3 separate regions of the Mus musculus genome follow, and regions 1 and 3 are each linked to region 2. Evidence: chromatin contacts called from public Hi-C and HiChIP or PLAC-seq data. All regions are on one chromosome and are shown on one strand. Each heading gives the region's core, a stretch centred on a gene start, on an enhancer-like site or on the middle of the called end of the contact. The rest is flanking DNA. Distances are from core to core; before and after follow the strand shown.

The links. A called contact is a pair of places that touch in the nucleus more often than the background predicts. HiChIP or PLAC-seq counts read pairs in DNA pulled down with a chosen protein or histone mark.
Region 1: a contact with region 2 is called in a Hi-C map of double positive thymocytes, with 1.9 times the contacts expected there. The contact joins two enhancer-like sites. A contact is called at or near these places in 5 of 484 Hi-C or Micro-C datasets (bone marrow-derived dendritic cells, double positive thymocytes, liver and 2 more) and 1 of 115 datasets of contacts at active chromatin or transcription factors (double positive thymocytes).
Region 3: a contact with region 2 is called in an H3K27ac HiChIP or PLAC-seq map of double positive thymocytes, with 5 read pairs. The contact joins the promoter of Myl10 here to the enhancer-like site in region 2. A contact is called at or near these places in 4 of 39 promoter capture datasets (the 3T3-L1 cell line, embryonic stem cells, frontonasal cranial neural crest and 1 more), 2 of 15 datasets of contacts at CTCF or cohesin (large pre-B cells and pro-B cells), 2 of 484 Hi-C or Micro-C datasets (hematopoietic stem and progenitor cells and nephron progenitors), 2 of 115 datasets of contacts at active chromatin or transcription factors (double positive thymocytes and memory CD8 T cells) and 2 of 9 other capture datasets (embryonic stem cells and macrophages).

The regions. Positions count from the first base shown.
Region 1 is chr5:136,663,153-136,666,629 of GRCm38.p6, reverse strand. All of the region lies in intron 2 of Gm38722 (a long non-coding RNA gene), which reads right to left. Among named protein-coding and RNA genes, the nearest start is that of Myl10, 29 kb to the left of the region's middle. Within about 2 kb of position 1,904, at least 23 of the 459 cell types and tissues checked have an H3K27ac peak or open chromatin away from gene starts, as enhancers often do. A contact at or near this core is called in double positive thymocytes, where this site is marked.
Region 2 is chr5:136,448,416-136,452,104 of GRCm38.p6, reverse strand. The region is part of intron 2 of Cux1 (cut-like homeobox 1); the gene reads left to right. Among named protein-coding and RNA genes, the nearest start is that of Gm16599, 57 kb to the right of the region's middle. Within about 2 kb of position 2,189, at least 34 of the 459 cell types and tissues checked have an H3K27ac peak or open chromatin away from gene starts, as enhancers often do. A contact at or near this core is called in double positive thymocytes and memory CD8 T cells, where this site is marked.
Region 3 is chr5:136,691,579-136,695,136 of GRCm38.p6, reverse strand. Myl10 (myosin, light chain 10, regulatory) reads right to left here and starts at 1,461. Exons shown (of 6, transcript NM_001303021.1): 1 at 1,413-1,461; 2 at 827-902. The coding sequence starts at 890.

The DNA.
Region 1 (3,477 bases), core at 655-3,154, 210 kb before region 2:
AACTGCACTCCCACTGAGGGCACTTGGTGGGATGACTCAGTGGTCACATCTGCAGACCAATGCTGCTGAACCCATAAGTTAATTATTACTGGAGCTGGGGAGATAGCTCAGTAAAGTGCTGGCCACAGAAGCATGAAGACCAGAATTTGATCCCAGAACCCATGTAAAAAAGCCAATTGTTGTGACATTCATTTCTAATCCCAGCGCTGGGAGCCAGAGGCAGGTGGACCCATGCTGGCCAGGCAGCCCAGACAAACTCATGAACTGTAGGCCAGTGAGAGACCCCGTCTCAAAAATAAGATAGACATTGTCCTGAAGACTAATACCTGAGACTGACCCCACAAGCACTCAAGTGTACGCCTTTACACATGAACATCACACAAACACATACCCCAAATCCACAGGCATACATTCAGGCAAAGCACTCAAACACATTAAATTAAAGTTTGGGAAAGTAAATATATATAATCTTTTTTTTTTTTTGGTTTTTCCAGACAGGGTATAATCTTTTTTAAAATCTTAACAAAGTAAAGTCCATACTGAATGGAGGCTGCACAGCATCCTCTTCATGGTCCCCACCAGAGCACCTCACACTTCCAAACTGACATCACGAAGCAGGGGAGCCCTTCAAGTCCTCCCATCAAGAGGGGGTCCTCAAAGAAGTTTTCAGCCCTTCCTTGGATCCAGGTAGGCACCTGTGAGCCCAAGAAGGGGTGCCAAGTGTGAAAAGCAGGTGTTCCCCAAATCCCACAAGCACGGGGGCTGCAGTCACATACTTCTAGAATGAGGGGCATTTATATCCACAGGCACATCATAAACAAAGATCCACAAGTACACAGAGAGACACACAGTCATACAGACAGACAAACACACACATGGCTACACATACAGACACATGCAGACAGACACACATATAGACAGACAGACATACACATAGTCATACATACAGATACACACAGACAGACAGACACGTACATATAGACAGACAGACACACATGTCCACACATACACACACACACTCATATACAGACAGACACACTCACACATAGCCACAATATAGACACACACATACATATACACAGCCACACATACACAGCCACACATATACACACTCACATACAGATATACCCACACAAAGATGCACACTCACACATAGCCACACAGACAGACAGACACATAGATATACACACACACACATGGAGACACACACATACGCAATCATACACATAGCCACACACACACATAGACAGCAATTCATTCACACACTTACACGCAAACAGATACATACTTGAAAGCTAGCATTTATTTACAGAGTCACCCCCATGCAGGGAAATACATTCACACACAACAGACACACAAACATACATGCGAACACACTAATACCCAAATTCACACACACTGACACTCCCTGAGTCATTTCTTCTTGTTTTCCTCCTCCTCCTCTTCCCTCTTCCTCCTCCTCCTTCTCTTTGTTTCTCCCCCTCATCTCATTTGTACTAGTCTCACATAGCCCAGGCTATCCTTGAATTCATTATGCAGTCAAGAATGGCTTTGAATTTCTGATTCTCCTGCCTCTACCTCCTGGGTGTTAGGATTACAAGTGTGCACCAATGCCTGGATGCCCATAGTTTGTCTTAAAGAATACTCTATACTAGGAAGTTGAGAGCAGAGCAACTACCACATGGACACAAAAACCCAGGTCGGGCCAAAAGCAGGCTAAGACTAAGGTCGGGGCTACGGCCAAAGTCTAGTTAGCACTTGCCGCTGCGCCACCCACTTTCTCCTTATTTTGGCCTCTAAGTGTCAGGAGTCATAGCCCAGTGAGGGATCCAGACTCCCATCTCTCCTTTGCTGTTCTCTCTTTTTAACAACCAAGAAACGGGAAGTTAGACTGGTTTCCACAAACACCACTAGGTGGCGCTCCGCTAACGAAAATCTGAATGGACCGCACGGCCAGCTCATCCAGACCAAGGCTGACCTCCTGCCTCCATCTAAGTCACAGTGCCCCAGGTTCTCAATCCCTGTGTGTCCCAGCCTCAGCTTCCATTTAAGGCCTGAGGCAGATAAATGGGAGAGGGGACAAGGTTAGCTTATGGCTGCTCCCACCCAAGTGGTTCATATCCACTCTGCCTCCCTAGTTTCTAGAACGGAACAGAGGCAGGGTCAGGACGGGGCTCATTGGTAGAGCCGCACCTACAAACACCCAGTGAAGGAGCTGGGAGCCTGGCTCAACAGCAGAGCACCTGCAAAGCCCTGGATCCTAACTCCAGCACCAAAACTTAGTGAGTTAATCAAATTAAAAGTGCGATGATAGAGCCAGGCATGGTGGCAGCTGACTATAATCCTAGCAGCACTCGGGAGGCTGAAGTGGGTAGAAATTGGATTTTAAGGGCAGCCTGAGCTATGGTGAGATAAAGGTTCAGTAAGCAATAGTGACTCAGTTTCCCTCTTTCAGTTCCCCTGGGACAGCACTACCTAGCATCTATCTTTGCCCTCTCAGTTTGGGGGGGATGGTTTCAAAGCCCATAGAGAGATGGGAAGACCCATACTCTCCACTATACCCAAACGAAAGGGTCAGAGGCCCAGGTCCACCACTGAGCCGGCCCCATCCAAGGGAGCAGTTTTAATTTTACTGCTTGTCAGTCCAGGATCCATCCAACATTCCTTCCTCCAGGAAGGCTTTCATGACTTACTCCTAAGTAAAGACTCCAGCTGGACCTTCTACAGTAGGAAGTCCTGGGCCACAAAGTACTGTGGACTCAGAAGGTCCCCTAGTCAGACACACGGTGGGCTTGGCCAGTTGTCAGTGACGGGCTCTGGGGCAGAGATAGAATCACGATACTGGATCTTGGGAAAGCCTGTGAGGTGTCAGACACTGGTGTGATTAGAAAGGCCTTTAGGGTAGGTGATGAAAACTTAGAAAATACCCTAAGAGAAGTAGGTTTCATCTCATGTCATGAACCTCACTGGCTCAGAGAGGTCAAGTGGCTGATAGAACATCACACAGCAGAAGCAACACACAACGTGAGGCTGAGTGAAAAAAAAAGGGGGGGGAAGGAGAGGGAAAGAAAACTAAAATTAAGAAAATAAATATATGGGCCAGGTGTGGTGGCACACGCCTTTAATCCCAGCACTTGGGAGGCAGAGGCAGGCAAATTTCTGAGTTCGAGGCCAGCCTGGTCTACAAAGTGAGTTCCAGGACAGCCAGGGCTACACAGAGAAACCCTGTCCCGAAAAAAAAAAGAAAGAAAGAAAGAAAGAAAGAAAGAAAGAAAGAAAGAAAGAAAGAAAGAAAGAAAGGAAGGAAGGAAGGAAGGAAGGAAGAAAGGAAGGAAGAAAGGAAGGAAGAAAAGAAAATACATATATATATGAACACATGTATACACATGCACATACACTCCTTAGAATAGTCCAGATGGCACCTTTAACTTGTATCAAATGTTATCTACTTCTGTAAGACTCACCCCTAGGTACTAT
Region 2 (3,689 bases), core at 940-3,439:
ACTTTAAAAGTACTGTCGTAACAAATACTATGTTCCCAATGGAGGAGCTAGAGAAAGTACCCAAGGAGCTAAGGGGAACTGCAACCCTATAGGTGGAACAACAATATGAACTAACCAGTACCCCGGAGCTCTTGTCTCTAGCTGCATATGTATCAAAAGATGGCCTAGTCGGCCATCAGTGGAAAGAGAGGCCCATTGGTCATGCAAACTTTATATGCCCCAGTACAAGGGAACACCAAGGCCAAAAAGTGGGAGTGGGTGAGTAGGGAAGTGGGGGGGAGGGTATGGGGGATTTTTGGGATAGCATTGGAAATGTAAATGAGGAAAATACCTAATAAAAAATATTAAAAAAACAAAACAAAACCAAACCAAATACTATGTTGTTCACCAGGAACAAAATAAGCAGTTGTGGGGCTGGGATGATGACACAGTGATCCAGCTTCTTGCTGTAGAAGCATGAGGGCAGGATTGTGGGTCCCTAGCACCCACACCAGTGTCAGGTGGGCTCCAAATGGGGAAGGGATTCCTAGAGCAAGCTTGTTAGCTACACTAGCTGAGTCAGAGAGTTTAGGGTTCAGGGAGAGGCTGCCTTAGTAAGTATAGTAGAGAGTCACCCAGCACAAACATCTGCCTCTCTGCACTCACATATGCATGTGTAATGTGTGCTACATGCTAGACATTACACATGCTAGACACAACTGAAAAGGAAGAAGCCCTCCCAACAGAGCATCCTCCTCCCTTCAGCAAGGAGCTGGCTGTCTAAAGAACTGGGAAGACAGCTTTTACATATTTTCCTGCAATTCACCTGCACATGTGTGTTTAGGATATACACACTTAGCACGCAGAACCACAATGTTCCATCCACTGAATTTGTTGTGCTCTTTTGGTATCTCTTACTTTATAAAGAAAAGGCCCAGCACTTGCCTTTAATTCCACCACTCAGGAAGCAGTGACAGGCTGGATGGATCTCTGTGAGTATAAGTGATCTCTGTGAGTACAAGTCCTGCCTCATCTTGTGACAGTTCTAGGCCAGCCAAGGCTCCATATGAGAGTTTCCAAAAACAAAACACCTTATTTGGTTGCCAGCACAAGATCGAGCCAATCAATATCCTAACATGGAAGGAGGAGAGCCTTGTAAGTCCCCTCCCCTGAGGAAGAATGGACAACGTATGGCTTCTGGGGGAGGGAGAAATACTCTGTAAGAGTGTGGCCTCTAATAGGTTGACTGCTACAAATGGATAGCCCCATGCCTGGGAGTATAGGGTCAGCACAAATTGGTGGGTTTTTTAATTGGGAAAGAGAGAGAGAGAGAGAGAGAGAGAGAGAGAGAGAGAGAGACAGAGAGACAGAGAGAGAGAGAGAGGGAAACAAACAAACAAAAGAGGACGTAAATTAGAGAGGAAGTAGGTGGATCTGGGAGGAATGTGGGGCATAAGATTAAAATACATTACATAAAATTTCCAAAGAATTAATAAACTATTAAGGGTCTTGTTTGTTTTTGTTTTGAGGCAATATTCTAGACTGGTCTCAAATTCCCTCAGGATCTGGGGTTGACTTAACTGCTGATGCTCCTCTGCCACCACGTTCAAAGTGTCAGGATTGCAGGTGTGTACTACTGCACTCAGTTTTGTCAGTGCTGGGTATCGAACCCAGGGCTTCATCTGTGCTAGGTAAGCACTCCACCTTAAGTCAGCTTCTTCTTTAGATGCTTGATATGCAAGTTTGGTCTTGATTTCACTGAATGCTGGTACACTTGCGGTGGTGGTGGTGAGGGAATGCCATTCTATGGAACGTAGAAGGCAAGGATTGTAGACCGGGGCTGAGCTGCGTCTTGATACTGAGTTAGCCACCACCCTCTCCCACCCCAGCCCTTTTCTCCATTTGAAAATACCAGCCAATTACTTTTTACTCAATCAGCAGGAACTATTATCTTTTTTTTTTTAAAAAAAAAAAAAAAAAGGCTTTCCTGGAACCTAACATGAATCCTCTGTAACAGTATATACCTATAACTACTGACAAGTCTCTACCATCTGGAGCCTGTTATCTTGGTAGGACCTTATTTAGTCCAAAGTCACTTCACCTCAGCAACTGTTACTGTTTGAATGTGGAACAGCCTCACCCCTACCCCACCCCTCTTCCTGTGTTGGAACACTTGGTCTGCAGCTGGTAATGCTGTTTTGAGAGGTTGTAGAACCTTTGGGAGGTGGAGCCTTTTTAAAAGGAAGTCATTCTGTGGGGAGCAGGGCAGGGGGCCTTGAGTCTTAGGGGCTCATGTCACCTCCCAACCACTCTGCTTCACTGAGATCTGAGGAGGTGAGGAGCCCCAGCCACATACCCCTGCCACCAAAGCTGTTTCCCTTGAGGAATTTGGTGGAGCCTGGGATGTAGTTGGGTCATTATGGAGAAATGACAGAGCATGGACCCCTGTCGGGTTTTGTTTTATTAAAATCACAGTAAACAGCAAATTAGCTTGGATAAATCTTTTCACAGATAACTCAGAGTGCAAGGTATAGAAAGTGTTTGTCAGGAGAAGGGTCTAATTAGCAGTTAACTGTAGGGATCCCTCTCCTGGGTTTCTAGTTCACATTTTTCCATTCTCTAGTGTCCGCATACCTGGTAGGTACCACATAGTCATAGCTGAGAGTCACACATCAAAGGGCCAAGACTGCCCAGGCCCCACTTACTGTATGACCTGGGACAAACCTCTTAACTCTCTGTGCCTCAGGCATTATCAGCTGGCCACACTGGGGTAGCCTTGTGGATGAACTGTATTAGATTAAATAGAGTATTCAGAATAACACCTGGCCCATGCTGCGCTGCTGTTTGTCATTGGCTTGGATATATTGGTGCATAAAGTACACCCAGGAACCAGGGATATAGTTCACCTGTAGAGCACCCACTTAGCATGTACAAAGCCCTAGGTTCAATCCCTAATACTCATATTGCAGGGGTCTGCATGTATTTGCAAGAACATATGTGAATATGTCTACATAAATGATTGCATGCATAAGTAAGGTTTTATGGGTGACACTTCTATAGAGTCCTCAGCTTCTCTGCCTCTGAGCCCTTCCTAACTTGATAGTAGCTAACAAAGATGAGACTGCCCCAGCAGAAGCAGCCATTGGCATGCTTTCTGTCCTGGACGTCCTCAGAAATGGCAGGTCTGGAGGTAAAGAATCATATCTGATCCAGCTTTGGGGGTTTTACCCAGAAAACATCCAAAAGAACAAAGCCACAGTTCTTGCCAGGTCTCTACAGGAGCATCAGTGAGTCTGCTCTGCTAACAAAGTTCATGAAGAAGGTCATTTCTGATCCATCCATGGTCATGACATAGGCTTTGTGAACTGTCATTTAGGAACAGGATATGATTCTAATGCATACTAATGTGGCCTGAAGTACATCTGTTGGGACCTCATAAGAGTAATATGACTTCATCAGAACCTGTCCACTTTGAGATTTCAGACTTTTGGCCTAGGGCTTTGTACATGCTAAGCAGGTGCTCTACAGTTGAACTATATCCCTGGTCTCTGGGTGTGCTTTATGTACCAGTATATCCAAGCCAATGACAAACAGGCAGTGTACCACAAACCAGGTGCTATTTGGTCTCTCACTGAATCCTTAGTTCACCAAATAAGCTAGGCTGGCTAAGCAGCAAGCCCCAGAGATCCTCCTGTTTCTGCTTTCCCAGT
Region 3 (3,558 bases), core at 212-2,711, 240 kb before region 2:
TGGAAAGCAGAGCATGACTCTCTGGATCTCCCTCTCACAGGTTAAAAAGTGAAACAAAAACAAACAAGCAAAAGCAAAAGGGAGGGAGGGAGGGAGGGAAGGAGGGAGGGAGGGGAGGAGGAGGGGAAGGAGAGGAGGAGGAGGAGAGGAAGAGGAAGAAGAGGAGGAGGAGGAGGAGGAGGAGGAGGAGGAGGAAAAGAAGAAGAAGAAGAAGAAGAAGAAGAAGAAGAAGAAGAAGAAGAAGAAGAAGAAGAAGAAGAAGAAGAAGAAGAAGAAGAAGAAAGAGGAGGAGAAAGGGAGGGGAGGAGGAGGAGGAGGAGGAGGAGGAGGAGGAGGAGGAGGAGGCAGCAGCTGCATAGGGAGCCCCAGGTCTCATGCATTCCTGGGATGCTGCAAGGTCCCAGTAGACACTCAGGATCCCAGAAATTCAAAACTCAATCCACATCGGTACCTTCGTTCAACCACCCTTGCTTCTCCAAACCCAACTTTTGAGACAGCATTTTGTCATGTAATATAGGCAGACACTGAGTCAGAAATCCGCCTGCCCCGGTATGAGAGTGCTGGGATTACAGGCATGTGCTACAGTACCTCTTTGACCTCTCACTACCCCAGGGCCTTTGCACAACATCAAAACAAACAAACAAACAAACCTTAAACTGTCTTTCCCTAGCCACCAAGTCCTCTTGTCACATTGGAAACTTTTCCCTCCCTGGGCTTCCCAGTTCTCAAGCCCCTCACTGTGGCTGCCTTGGTCTGCCCCTCTTCCCACCGCAATCCTTAGCTCTACCCTAAGCGCCAAGCTTCTGCCAGCTGATGCTTTACTCACCCAGTGCAGCAAAGGTGTCCCTCAGGTCCTCCTTGTCAATGAAGCCATCGCGGTTCTGGTCCATGATAGTGAAGGCCTGATGGAGACATTGGCTCTGAACCGCCAGGGCCCACCCAGACCAACAGGTTCCTGCCCTTCTCCCCAGAGTGTCCTTGGCTGTCTGCAGCCATAGAAACCTCAACCTGGAGCCTGTAAGCGCCCAGGTCTCCAATTTAGTCTCATGCGCACTGCATCCTGGGAACCCTCTCTGAACCTCTATCCTGAGAGCTTTGGCTCACAGACAGAAACAGGGGCTCAAAAAGAGACTTTGAGTCTTGGAGATGGAAATTGAGACTCAGAAAGGGAAAAGCATTTCCATGGGTCACACAGAGAGTACAGGCTTGGCTAGAGAATAGAGCCACAAAGGCAGCCATAAGAACTTTGAATGATGACAGTGTGAGCAGTCACGGTGGGCTCCTTGAATAATCCTCCTGTGATGGTCCATCTTTATTATTGTTCATTTGGTTAGATTTAGAATCATCATGGAAACCTCTCTGGGTACGTCTGTGAGGGGGTTTCTAGACTGGAGTGAGGTGGGAAAACCTACCTTAAGTGAGGGCGGCACTATCCCACGGGCTGGGTTTTTGACTGAATGAAACGGAGACATGAGCTGAGCGCTGGCTTTCACCTCTCTTGACTTCCTGCCCCTGGCTGCCGGTGTGTGTGTGTGTAACCAGCTCATGTTCCTGCCCCTATGCCTTCCCCAACCCTCACAGACTGTAGAACTGTGAGCCAGAATTAGGGACTCCTTCCTTCCTTAAATCGCTTTTGTCAGGCACTTTGTTGCAGCAACAAGAAATCTAACTAATATAGACTCCCAGGGTCCCCAGGGTCACCAGGGCCACCAACCAACCTCTTTAAACTCCTGAATCTGGGACTGATCGAACATCGAAAAGACATTGGAGCTGGCTGTGCCTTCTACTCTCTTGCGGGCTCTTCTGGGTGCCTAGGCACAAGAGATAAAACCTGTAGCTGTTGTCTCTTTCAGAGGTCCGAAGTCACCAGTGCCAGCCACGGGTCCCTGAACACCGTGGTCCAGGGAGCTCTGCCCGTCTTCCCCATACAAATAGCAGCCGGCTGAAAGCCCTGTACAGAGTTTCACAAGTGTCAACTGGACAAGACCTAGAGCCACCATGGAGACAAACCTCTGGGCACCGCTGCAAGCAAGTTTCTAGATTAGTTAACTGAGGTGGGAAGAACCACCCTAAGAGTAGGTGGCATCATCCCATGGGCTGGGGTCCTGAACTGAATAAAAAAGAGAGAGAGAGCTGAGTTCCTGCCTTCTCTGCTTTCTGACTGCGGATGCAGATAACCCCACCGGAAGCTGGGCTGTATCCTTGAACACTAAGCCAGAACAAATTTACCTTGCTTTGGTATTTATTTTTTCCCCACAGCTAGAGAGAAGTAACCAACACTTGCTTTTCTCAGTTCAGGAGAGACATCTGCAGAGGGTCCACTGCGCAGGGTGGGGGTGGGGCAGCTACTCATGACTCAGTGGCCCACCCTGCCCAGGCCCCTGGTGCAGGTGGGGTCAGATGGGCTCTTTTCTAGCCTCAGCCCTTGTGTGAGGCTTCCGGATCTCCCACCAGTCACCATCCACTCTGATGAGACCTAGTCTTGTTGTCCAGCTGCTAAAAGCTTCCAGAATATTCCTAGCATACTCTCTCAGCCCCTGCAGTACTTGTTTCTAGACAGGATCTCAGAGCTCCCTGTCCACTCATGTGGGTTCTTTCCCCACCCCAAATCTCTCTTTGAGCTGCCTATTATCCCTAATATCTGGCCCATAGTGTGTGTGTGTGTCCGTGTGTCCGTGTGTCCGTGTGTAAGTTAGACGACAGATTTCAGGTGTTGGTTGTCTCCTTTCATCATGTGAGGGATCAGAGAGACTGAATATTGAATTCAGGTCATTAGACTTGGCAGCAAGCATCTTTTACTGGCTGGGCCATTTTTTAGTTACAGTATTGAGACAAGATCTCTTACTGGACAGAGCTTACCTATTCTACTAGGCTGGATAGCACGCCTCCATGACCCACCATCTCTGTGTCCTCTGGGTTGGTATTTCCTCAGCACTGGGATTCCAAGCACGTGACACCACACCCACCTTTTCTCCACCTGAGTTCTGGAGAATCAAACTCAGGACATTATGTTCACAGAGCAAGCATGTTACCAACACAGCTCTGCCCAGATCCTTAAAAGTGACTCTTAATGTCAGAAAGGAGCAAAAGTCTGGGCCTGGGGTCCCTGCCAGACAGCAGCCATTGCCTAGTCCCCCTAGCTGGGGTTTCCCTAGCTTTGCTCACACTTACTCTAGCACCTGTGTGGTCTCCCCACTCCCACCCCACTCTCCCTTTCCCCAGGGCCCCTGGGCCCATGTCAGGAGCAACAACCCAGCGACTTATAATTAGCTTTTACTGGGTGCTAGTCTTGAGTAATCCTTTGAAAGAGGGGGGTGGCTGGCAAAGAGGCCACACAGGGGATGCTCTAAGCCTAGGAAATATTTATAAATCCCTTCAGATATCATAAAGAAAAGAACTCCCCTGTGGAGTTCATCTCTCGTAATTACATATACATTTTCCTCTGATTAATAAAAAATTATCACTTCCGTCAGCAGGATATTCCACTAGTTCTCAGGGCTGTATCACTGCCCCCCTATACACACACACACACACACACACACACACACACACACATGT